Regions from separate parts of the Sus scrofa genome. Here all the other regions are linked to region 2. The links are chromatin contacts, called in public HiChIP or PLAC-seq maps. All regions are on one chromosome and are shown on one strand. Each heading gives the region's core, a stretch centred on a gene start, on an enhancer-like site or on the middle of the called end of the contact. The rest is flanking DNA. Distances are from core to core; before and after follow the strand shown. Region 1 overlaps LOC102160855 (a long non-coding RNA gene). Region 2 overlaps GRM5 (metabotropic glutamate receptor 5). Region 3 overlaps LOC102160855 (a long non-coding RNA gene). Region 4 holds the start of CTSC (dipeptidyl peptidase 1).

Region 1 (2,700 bases), core at 28-2,527, 170 kb before region 2:
GTATGATTTTCTTAATTTGTGAGATGTCATAAGAATATGGTTTCATTGTTTTGTTGTGGAAAGAACACTAGCATTAGAAGACTGAACTTCGGCATCCATTTACTATTATTTTCGGGAATTTCTCTGAGGTTTAGATATTCCTATTGTAAAACAAAGATAGTTTTTAGCATAAAGAGCTGCTAGTAGGATCACATGGGAAAATGTTTTTAAGCTGTAAGATCTACAGTAGAAATGTAGAGGTTTGTTACTATTAAATTGGGTGGTAGTAGAACTAATATACAGAATTACCTATTAAGGAAGTATGAGGCGAGAGAGAGAGGCTGAGTGACTTAAGGAGTATATCTTTGAGCAGATGGAAAACATCAGGCAAAGAGGTATTTTGTTTGTAAGAAGTTTCCATGTGCCAAGAGAACAAAGTTTGGCTTCTTGCTAGCAATTTCCCTACTAGCTCATCAGTGGTATCTGAAATTTCGCTTTTATTTCACCTGCATGATTCATTCCAAGCCCTTCCTAATAATACCAACTCTAATCGTTCCTTCCTCTATACAACGGCTTTATAATGTAGCTGCTTCCACCGAGGGATCATTTAACTCATTTATTTGTCTGTGTCCCCCCAAGCATACCCCTAGAGGTGGGCCTGGGGTGGAGGAGGGGCTATAACCTTGCTATACAGAGTTACTGAGTTGAATCACCCCTGGTTGATATGAAAACACTTCTGAGAACTACAACAAAACCTGCCTAAATCATGATCACTCCATTAACAAAGTATGAAAATCACTTCTAATTTCACCACAGGCTAAAATTATTTTTCCTACATAGCCTCTTAGTGATACTAGAAAAAGGGGGAAAAAGGATTCAGATTTGGGTAAAGCTCAGAGAAAACAGCCTAGCAAGAGAGCCTTCAAATGTGGGAGGTTTCCCCAGAGCAAGACAGGAGGAAAGGGGAAATGGAGCAAAATAAACACCAGCTGCCTTCCTCATATATCTTCCAAGAATCTGCCCTCCTGGCCTTTAACGAAATTCTTTTAAAAAAACAAAACAAAACAAACAACCAAAAAAATGAATATCTGTATGTCCAGGATTTCCAAATACAGATCATATGATTTTATTTCAAGGGGTGTCTGCATTTGAACATAATGCATCCAAATATATGTAAGTAGGTAATATGTCTCACATCCGCACACAGCTCTTTTTCATATGCACATATTAACAGGTCTGTGAACTGGAGATTGGCACTTGCCATCTGCCTCTGCACAGATTGACTCATGAGCTGCTGCAGCTGCTGTCCCTCTACACCCCTGAAAGGAGCTCAGGGCGGAGATCAGGGGTGAGTCACTCTGTGCTCTGGGAAAACCGGCAGAACAGGTCTCCAGATAGATATTTTCAGGATGAGATTTTATAAACCCAATTCTTGCATCTCCTCATATCTAGCAAAGTACTGACATCCTTCATGGTGACGTCTGCTCCTCGTGATTAGCAGTAACATTCACTCGGAGACCAGCAGTGACCTGTAAAATGAGTGCTTGGTGTCATGTACCTCCCCCCTTCACCAAAACCACATATATACCAATATTTCCACCTACATCTTTGGAGCGATATTTCAGAGCTATTTGAAATGCTGCCTCCTAGGCTATAGTCCTCATTTTGCCCCCAAGAAAACTTAACTCTTAGCTTTTATGTTGTGCTTTTTTTTTTTAGTTGACAGGTCCTGTTTTGATTAATACGATACAAATTTATGTAAGGCAATTTATAGAAATGTTTAGTCAAAATGTATGTTTAGCAACGAACTCTAAAGATAGTTCTAAGAAGAAAGAGGTAAAATGGAGGTTGTCAGTGGCATTAAAAATTATTTAAAAGCAGGAGTTCCCTGGTGACTCAGCAGGTTAAGATCCAGTGTTGTCAGGGCTGTGGCTTGAATCACTGCCGTGGCACAGGTTCGATCCCTGGCCTGGGAACTTCCACATTATATGGGTGTGGCCATGTCACAAAAATAAATAGATAAATAAAAATTATATACAATGGTTATTTTAAATTTGAAAAAGTGGAAAGGACTACTGCATACTGTCCTTGAAAAACAGCTTTTGGTATTCTGAATACCAAGAAAACTCAATTTCAAGACAAACTTTACTATCTAGCTGATGATCGTAGGCAAGTCACTCTGCCTCACTGGGTCTGCCTTGACTCAGTTGTTCTGTGTTAGTCAAATATGGCTTTGAATAATCAGGAAAGAGTATTTTGTAATTGTGAAAGTCTCTGAATTTTGTTTAGGAGTGATAATTACTTGCATAAAGACTTGCCAAAATTCCAGTCATTTGAAATTTGGTTATTTGAGTTTCGGCACAAACAGGGGAGTACCTGCTAATTCAGATATTTTGCACTAATTTTTAAAAGATGCACTCCTCGGGGTTGCCGTTGCGGCTCAGCGGGTTAAGAACCCAACATAGTATCCATGAGGATGTGGGTTCCATCCCTAGCTGCAAGTTAAGGATCCAGCATTGCTGAAAGCTGTGGGGTAGGTCTCAGAGGCAGCTCGGATTTGGTGTTGCTGTGGCTGTGGTGTAGGCCGGCATCTGCAGCTCCAATTTGACCCCTAGTCTGGGAACTTCCATATGCCACAGATGCAGCCCTAAAAAGAAAAATAAATGAATAAAATATGCAGTCCTCATAAAAACCTGAGGTAGGTATCACGATGTGCATACA
Region 2 (2,700 bases), core at 39-2,538:
AGTTCACATAGCTGATGCATGTTCATGTTGGAATTCAATCTAATTATAAATAATACAAGGATAATATACTCAGACACATATTATACGTCTTCTAGAGATGCAGCGTAGTGCTTGGTTCTATAGGTGCATTAGGAAAATACATTTCGCAGCCTGTGAGCTCAAGGATCTTCAACTCTAATGGGGATGATAGAGGTAGATGCCATAAAGAAGAGAGGCCTACATTCCTGGTGAAGATAACCACAGCATCATTTGGGTGGCTAGGATGGAAAGGGCCTAGAACGGAAATGGAAAATGCTGTCATAGAACGTGAACTTCATCTGGCCCGAGGGGCAGAAGCCTGGCCCGTTGTAGACAGTCGATGTTTGTTGAATGCCCAAGCGATAATAGTTAAGCAGAAAGACATCATGTTCCTTTTCTGTTACCTTTCCTCCTCAGCCAGGACCTATTAGAACAGAAGGGCTTGACTTTCCCCATCACCCCTAGAGAAGGGCCAGGGTGCAAAGATGAGAGAAGGGGGAGAACCAAGCTTAGTGCCTCTCAGATCAATACCAGGTCAGAGACACCTTCTGTATCTCCGTGCCCACAAAGGTGACTGGAGCCTGGTAGGGCCCAGTGAAGAAATGTGCTACATAAAAGAATAAATGAATGAGAGGAAAAAAAAAAAAAAAAAAAGACGGATTATTTCAGGGAAGACTTACAGAAATCTGAGGGCAGAGAAAAAAACACCACAACCAGGATCCATACAAACACGTCATCCTTCTTCGAGGCCTTTCCCTTCTCCTCGCATGTAATTATTTCCCTTGCTGTGCCCCTGCAGTTCCCCCTACAAAGACTTAAGCCTCCTACGACGCTCTGCTGACATTATTTGCTTACATCTCTGACTCTACTAAGAAGAAAGGAGTTATTTAGGGGAAGGACGGTATTGTGTTCATCTTAATATCTCCAGTGCCTAAAATATCATCTGGTGCATAGCAGACAACATGATGTATAGTAGGTTCTGAGCAAATAGTACCTATTAATTATTATTGTTTGGTTCATAAACATCACCAAAGAGAGAACCTTGCTTTCCTGTAACTAATGTCTTCTCAACTCTTCTCTTTCTGGCTAACTTGTCTTTGTTGTCTGGCGTACAGCTTAGATCTTTCTACCTCTTGTATTACCTACTTTCTTTAATTCACTAGGTTTTATTTTGATTCCATTCTCCATAAAGGTGTGTATTGCCCCCTTGTGTCTCCGTTAGTGAAGCTGCCCACTCACCCCTTTTGGCATTTCTGCCCCCTCCTGCGGGGCTCTGCTGCCCTCTAGGGGGCCTTGTTCATCACACACGTCTCAGGAATCTGCACTTGTCAGCACAGTCCTTGGTTGGGATGGCTGTGCTCAAGGCAGGACTGACAAGCTCCGAAGCTCCTTTGGCTGCTCCTGCAGTTCGCGGTTTATGAACATGTGGCTAGACAGCATAATGGGTTTAGGAGGCTGCCAGGAACTGAGACCCATCACAAACGGAGGTTTGGAGGAGGCTGCCATGGGTCTCAGTACTCTCAGTACCAACAGGATTCTCAGTTGTGGGTATCCCGCCTGCACTTTGGCAATTTGTATACTGTGTCAAAGTTTGTTCTGTGGATCAGGATCCAGTTAGTGAGAGTGTTCTACCTGATGAATGAACAATGATTTCCATCTTTGCTTGGGCCTCTGGGATACAAAGAACTTCCTCAAAAAGCTGGGACCTCAGTGGGTTTTTGTTCAAGCCCAAACCCACCTCTAGTTACCACATCCAATGGTGATGACTCTTAACTCTATCCAGTTTGACTTCTCTATTGCTCACTCATTCACATGTGGATCATTCTTCTTGCTGTTGTGTTATCCCTTGTGTCTGGGGATGTACTTAATACTAATATTCAGGAATTCTTTGTCTGTTCATCAGACTTTCCCTTATCTAGTCCAAGAGAGCTTCCCTTTCTTCTCCCAAAGTGTACCTCAAACTCTAAACCCTTTTGATCTTCAGACCAGTTTTTCTCCATCAGTTTCTTAGATATGTTCCCTTAGGTGTCTCCTAGAATTCAAATTTAACAATTCCTAAACCAAGCTTATTTTTTCATCAGGCTCTCTCCCCTTTACCTCCCCATCCTTGGTCCCCAATTTTTGCTCATTTAGCCGTGTTATTATCAAAATGTGAATGGCTCTCCCAACCCTTCTGTTTTAATGTCCATCCTGGATTTCTTCTCTGAGCTCAATTGACAGGCATCATATTAACATCTCCAGAACTTCGAACCTCTCCTCCCCAAGTCTGAATCACACAGGTCCCAATCCTCCCATTTATGCAGGTTGAAAATCTAAGACTCATCTTTTAAGTTTTTTTTTTTCTTTCCTTCACATACAACATAACAATGATGAAAATCCTATCATTATACTTTGTACTTGAAACCATCATAGTCTCTCACCTAGTCTGTCAGAATGGATTTCTAGCTGATTTCTTCCTTCTTTCCACTCTACTTTCTATTGTATCTATGGAAACCAGAGGGATTTCTTTAACATATTAACCTCATCGTGTAACTGCTCAAACCTGCCAAAGCTTCCCATCACATTCAGGAGAAAATACAAAATCTGTACCTCACCTAATCTGATCTCCAAGTGCCAGGCTACATTCTTCTCTTACCATTCTCTCAACCACAGTGGACCTTGCTTGTCCCCTAAAATAACCAT
Region 3 (2,700 bases), core at 187-2,686, 130 kb before region 2:
TTGGTGGGGCAGATAATTCAAACCAGGTTTCTCTGACCACAAAGCGCTTTTTACAGCTAGTCAAATAATGATAAGAATACTTAATGAATGGAAGTCAAAATGGAGAGAATTTGTTAGTTGACAGAATATTCCATTTAGAGTGTGGTAAAGGATAGAAAACCACTGAAGTTTTCTCAGTAGGGTCTGATCATGTCTCTTCATAGTTCAATGCGATGACATTGAATATTTACTACTATTATTTTTATTTTTACTAATAATTCTTATTAGTCACAAAAAATTTGTGTCGCTGTCTTTATTCATGATAGATAGTATACATTAGAACGTTCAGTTTATGTTGTCTCACCTTTTTCTGAGGATTAATTTTAGGAATAAAAAAGGACATGAAGTGTCACAGATCTGAGAAAAAAATATAATTATTTTTAGATAAGATACTTGAGCAATCTTTCTTTACTAGTTGGTTGTGTATCTGATTAACTTCCAGGTCAGTGAAATTAGAATTTAGCCTGCAAAATGGATCTATACATCATAGTTTTGCAAATTTAAACTTGTAACAATCTTGGAGCTGGATCAATAAACTTTAACAGATGTTCCTCTCTGCACCTAGGCCAACTGTCTTATCAAGACAGTGGTTTTGCTTTGTTTGTTTTGTTTTTATAAAGATTCTGTTTGTGGAAGCAAGATTTGACCAGGCTTTCTTTGAAGTTAGTACCCTTGTGGCAAGTTTGAAATAAACTTAGACCTTTGCTCAAAAAAATCAATGCATCTGAAACTTTCCTTTAACATTCCTTTGTCTCTTAAATCTGGGCTCCTCGAGGAGAGGTTTGTTTCTTTTCACTGTAGCCCAGTCATCTAGTATGAGATTGGGTACAAATGAAGGGCTTTCTAGATGTCAGTTGAATAAATGAATATTTGAAAGAATTTACCAACTATGGACTTTGTTTCACTTTCACCTTGTTTACTTCTTTGGAAAGATACCCCCAGCGAGATTTTTCATCTTTTTATTTTATTCCTTTGCAAAAAAGGTTCTCTAGGGACCTCTTCACTGGATCTCTCTCAGTCATGTCCTTTCCTGCCTGGCTTGGAATTTTTTTGGCTCTGGATTTCCTCACCAGTCTGGGCTACACCCTCACTGCCCCCCTCCCCTCCTTAAGTCACATCATATTTGAGGACAGAATTTCCAAACCACCTTCTCCTAGGCATGTTTTTCCCCCTTTAAACTTGAAAAAGAGGAGAAAAGTTAGGCAACTTAGACAATATTTCAAACAAAAGAGAAGTAGTGGAAGGTTGAGAAAAGGTCAGTACGGTTAGTTAGTGAGAAGAGTCTGACTCATTAAAAAAAAACAAACCACAGTAACTGACAAAAAACCTATCAGACAGAAAATCATGAGAAGGTTTTGAGTGGCTGGCTAAGGCAATACCAAAGCTCTAAGTGTTGAGAATGGGAAGTTAATCAGAAAAGACTACTTAGGAGGTGGAGAAATTTTCATGGCTCCCAGAGGGAGGTCTGTGCCTGGCTTTGCCCTGGCTGGCTATGTGACTTTTCTGTGCAAATGACCCTCATTTTCTAAATAAGGATATTGGACCAAATGATGTATAAGATCTTTTCCAATTCTAACATTTTATGGAGGACTAGACTTTTCTAACAGATTAAATGGATTCTTATGTTTTAAGTCTCATATTTATATTTAGTCTCATATAATTTGATTCCTTTTTATAATTTCTTCATTATTTAATCCACAGTTATTGAGTGGCTGCCTACTATTTGAACAGCATTTTAGGCAGCAAGCTGGGTGAGATAAAAATCACTGCCGTCTACCACCTTATAGGTTTGGGTGGCCGTAGCTTTACAAACAGCAAAAAGGCAATTGGAGCAGAAGCAATGGCTGAGGGAGGCGGGGAGGGAGGAATGGAGGTGACATGAAAAGGACAAGGGCAAGAGAACACATTTTATAATTTCCTAAAATACAGATAAGGCTGCCACTTAAAAAAAACAAACAGTAAAATTGGTTATGATTTTTACATTTAATCCTTTGTTTTCTGAGGATGCTTAGTGCTGACCGTGTGATTGTGGCTACTCAGAGGTTTAATGCGGGATTCACTGGACTTTCCACACCACCTATAAAGAGGGTGGTTGATTTTTAGTTTTATTGGTGTGTCACTACCTAGCCTGGTCTATAGATTTGTGTTAACTGTGCAATAGCTGCTTGTAGATCTTAGCGGTTGCTCAGTGATTCCTCATAAAGCTTGATGCTGACATGAAAATTCAAATTACAGATGGCAATCCAGAGAATAAAAGAGCCTAGAAATGGCTGGGGGCCTGCAAGTGGGCATAAATGTGTGAAGCAGTGGACACATCACACCAGCTAGTGGTTTGGTTAGCATTTAGCCAGAAAGAGATACCCCACCCCCAAATGTTCAAATTTTTCTTTCTCTGTCCATCTGCCCCGTTTGCATTGTATGCCTGAAAACAGCACAGTCTAAGTCTCAGTTTGAAATCTCTAGGAGTTCCCATTGTGGCTCAGCAGGTTACAAACCCGACTAGTACCCACAAGGATGTGGGTTTGATCCCTGGCCTCCCTCAGTGGGTTAAGGATCCTCTGTTGCTGTGAGCTGTGGTGTATGTTGCAGATTTAGCTTAGATCCCATGTTGCTGTGGTTGTAGCAGAGGCCAGTAGCTGCAGGTCTGATTCAACCCCTAGC
Region 4 (2,700 bases), core at 28-2,527, 190 kb before region 2:
TTCTTTGTCTTTGGGATAGTCGTGTCATCTGAAGGCATTTGGAATGTCCCAGGGTGTTCAAACACTCGATATTTCTTGAGAGCCTTCCATGAGCTAGGCATTGTACTTGGCTCTGAGCATTTCAAAATACAATTACTGGCTAAAGAGTTATTAAAAAAAAAACTTTTATATACTAATACACTACCTCCCTGCAATCTATGCAACTGTGGAGTGGTACCAGAAGTTTTCTCAGACTAGAAGCAACAACACGTGTTCAAATCAAAATCGCCAGGCATAAGGGCACTTTCCCACAACTTAAAAGAAGAAAACTTTAATTGCTATATTCTCTGGAGTCTTTGAGCTCATTTCTCACTGGCACAATAAAAAACTGCAGATTGGACGGAAACATAAAATGGCACGGTCTTAACTCTCCTCCTCACCAAACCAAAACACAAATTAAGTGGGAAAAAGTACTTGTAAAAAGTGCTGAGGCGCCGGGGATAACTAGGACTAAGTGAAGTTAGAAATTCTCAGCAGTTCCACTTTGACATCGTTGCCCTGGAGCAGGAAAGGGCACCCGGAGGGGGGTCCCAAGTCCAGCCAGGACGTCCCTGGCCTCCAGCTAGTTGGGAGCTCGGAGGGGGCGCTGCGCGGAGAAGGGCTCAAGGACCGAACGGAAGGAGCCCCGGGCAGGCGCGAGAAGAGAGCGGGTCCGAGGGCGCCGGCGGCTTACCCATAACCGAGCAGTTGACGTCGCGCTGGGAACCACCAGGGCCCACGTGGAAGATCCAGGTGCCCAGCAGGTCAGGATAGGTGCAGTTGGCAGGAGTGTCACAGTGCGCGGTGCCCGCGACGTAAAGAAGCAGCAGGAGGGCAGAGAGCAGCGAGCCCAGCCGGGGACCCATGCCGGCCGGGAGCACAGGAGAGGTGGGGGAGGGAGCGGGAGCCGGAGCGTGGCAGGCTGGGGGCTGAGGCCACTACGGTCGCGCGCGCTCCTTAAAATAGTCCGAGGGGCCGGAAACCAGTGACCCAGCGTGGGCGGAGTCTCGGGGTGGCGGGGGCTGGGCACCCAGGCGTGGCCCCGCCCCTCAGGTAAGGGCTTGGTGGCGCGAGCCCCTCACCTGGCCGCGGCCCGACAGACGGCCTGGGACCCCAGGGTCAGGTTCTCTTGGCAAGGGATGTCTCCAGAGAGGACTGAGGAGCCACTGCTGGTCCGCGCGCGCCCCGGACTGCGCTCCTTGCAAAGTAACGGAGAGGGAGACCCGAGAGAGGAGAGAGAGAGGGAGGGAGAAAGAGACAGAGGTGGGGTGGCGGGGACTAAAGGTCAGAGAGAGACGGACACCGAGAGCTGGGAGGGGGAGGGGGTGGGGGTAGGGGACCGAAAGTGAGCAAAAAGCCCAGAGGGTGAGCGAGCTGGTTAAGTTTGCTTTTACTTCTTTGTCTTCGTTACTTAGTCCTCACCAACTCGGTTAACTTTTCTTCCCTCGGAACAATTTTCCGCGCGACCCCCAGCCACCCCAGTTGTTTTAGAACTGCTCTTCCTTCCGTTTCCCAAAACTTTCACTACCTTTTTTTTTTTCCTGGGTTTTGTCGGTTTCCTGTTAATGTTATTTGCCAGTTAGCCACGGGAAGATTCGACACGTAGTGCTCATTTGCAGTTTGTGCGATTAAGTGTTTTGTGTTTTTTTCCCCTGCTAAAGTTCTAGAACTTAGTTGTGCGCACGCGCACGCACAAACCCACAAGTGCACTTAAAGCTCTTGTTTTACAGCTGAAAAGCTGGAGGCCCAGCGGGGGGAAGTAACTTGGGGGGAGGAAGGGAACCAGCGGGTGGGAGAAAGCTGGTCTTAGGAGCAGATTCTAGGGTGACCAGTCTGATCGCCAGTAATTAATAGGTACCCCTATTTCCAGGTGCCTCCTTGTTCAGTGTAAGTATCACCCTTTCTGTAAGAGCTTCTCTGACTTTCCTGGCTCTTGTTGGAAGTTGGGCTCCTTTCAGAATCTTTTAGGCGTCAGGCCCTGTGCAGCATCAAGGACAGGTGAGGAACAAAACAGACTTTCCTGTGTCCCTGCCCTTTAGGGCACGTGCCTTTTGCCCTCATCACACTGGTTAGAAATAAATCCTTGTATGGCCAGTATTTTGTAAGCATTCAAAGGGAGCAAGTCCACCTCATGCACCTTGATCTCCCTTGATCCTGGCTTGAAAACACCAAGCGTGCTGGGGTGTTAAAAATAAATGCACTTCATAACCTTATCTTGGTCCCTAGGCCTGAAAGCTAATTTTGATTTGGCAAAAGAAGTTGCCCTTGAAAGCTTAGCAGTGGAAATGCTCTCTAATGTCCTCACAAACTGCAAAGGCAAGGGTGGGGCCAACTCTCTATCTCTAGGTTTTATTTCTGTTTACTTAAAATGATAAGCTGACAGCATATAATTAAGCTAAGACACTTACTGTTTAGAGATACACTGACAGCGTTACATTGCTTTCCTAATCTCTGAGAAAGTGTGTCATTTGTTGTTAAAAAACAGTAAAATTTTGTTTTTTAGGGCTGCACCCTCAGCATACGGAGGTTCGCAGGCTAGAGGTTGAATCAGAGCTAAAGCTGCCGGCCCACACCACAGCCACAGCAACTCAGGATCGAGCCCACAACCTCATGGTTCCTAGTCGGATTCATTTGTGCTGCGCCACAAAGGGAACTCCAAAAAACAGTAAAATTTTTTACCAG

What was found. HiChIP or PLAC-seq counts read pairs in DNA pulled down with a chosen protein or histone mark.
Region 1: an H3K27ac HiChIP or PLAC-seq map of alveolar macrophages shows a contact between it and region 2. The contact joins two enhancer-like sites. A contact is called at or near these places in 3 of 47 Hi-C or Micro-C datasets (adipocytes, fibroblasts and heart right ventricle) and 2 of 2 datasets of contacts at active chromatin or transcription factors (alveolar macrophages and skeletal muscle).
Region 3: an H3K27ac HiChIP or PLAC-seq map of alveolar macrophages shows a contact between it and region 2. The contact joins two enhancer-like sites. A contact is called at or near these places in 1 of 47 Hi-C or Micro-C datasets (embryonic fibroblasts) and 1 of 2 datasets of contacts at active chromatin or transcription factors (alveolar macrophages).
Region 4: a contact with region 2 is called in an H3K27ac HiChIP or PLAC-seq map of alveolar macrophages. The contact joins the promoter of CTSC here to the enhancer-like site in region 2. A contact is called at or near these places in 4 of 47 Hi-C or Micro-C datasets (adipocytes, alveolar macrophages, embryonic fibroblasts and 1 more) and 1 of 2 datasets of contacts at active chromatin or transcription factors (alveolar macrophages).

What each region holds. Positions count from the first base shown.
Region 1 is chr9:21,777,999-21,780,698 of Sscrofa11.1, forward strand. All of the region lies in intron 2 of LOC102160855 (a long non-coding RNA gene), which reads left to right. Among named protein-coding and RNA genes, the nearest start is that of CTSC, 18 kb to the left of the region's middle. Within about 2 kb of position 1,278, at least 19 of the 83 cell types and tissues checked have an H3K27ac peak or open chromatin away from gene starts, as enhancers often do. A contact at or near this core is called in alveolar macrophages, where this site is marked.
Region 2 is chr9:21,948,298-21,950,997 of Sscrofa11.1, forward strand. All of the region lies in intron 8 of GRM5 (metabotropic glutamate receptor 5), which reads right to left. All of the region lies in intron 3 of LOC106504843 (a long non-coding RNA gene), which reads left to right. Among named protein-coding and RNA genes, the nearest start is that of CTSC, 190 kb to the left of the region's middle. Within about 2 kb of position 1,289, at least 7 of the 83 cell types and tissues checked have an H3K27ac peak or open chromatin away from gene starts, as enhancers often do. A contact at or near this core is called in alveolar macrophages, where this site is marked.
Region 3 is chr9:21,819,410-21,822,109 of Sscrofa11.1, forward strand. All of the region lies in intron 4 of LOC102160855 (a long non-coding RNA gene), which reads left to right. Among named protein-coding and RNA genes, the nearest start is that of CTSC, 59 kb to the left of the region's middle. Within about 2 kb of position 1,437, at least 18 of the 83 cell types and tissues checked have an H3K27ac peak or open chromatin away from gene starts, as enhancers often do. A contact at or near this core is called in alveolar macrophages, where this site is marked.
Region 4 is chr9:21,760,519-21,763,218 of Sscrofa11.1, forward strand. It overlaps CTSC (dipeptidyl peptidase 1), which reads right to left and starts at 1,278. Exons shown (of 7, transcript XM_003129741.3): 1 at 713-1,278. The coding sequence starts at 884. It overlaps LOC102160855 (a long non-coding RNA gene), which reads left to right and starts at 1,370. Exons shown (of 10, transcript XR_002346978.1): 1 at 1,370-2,016.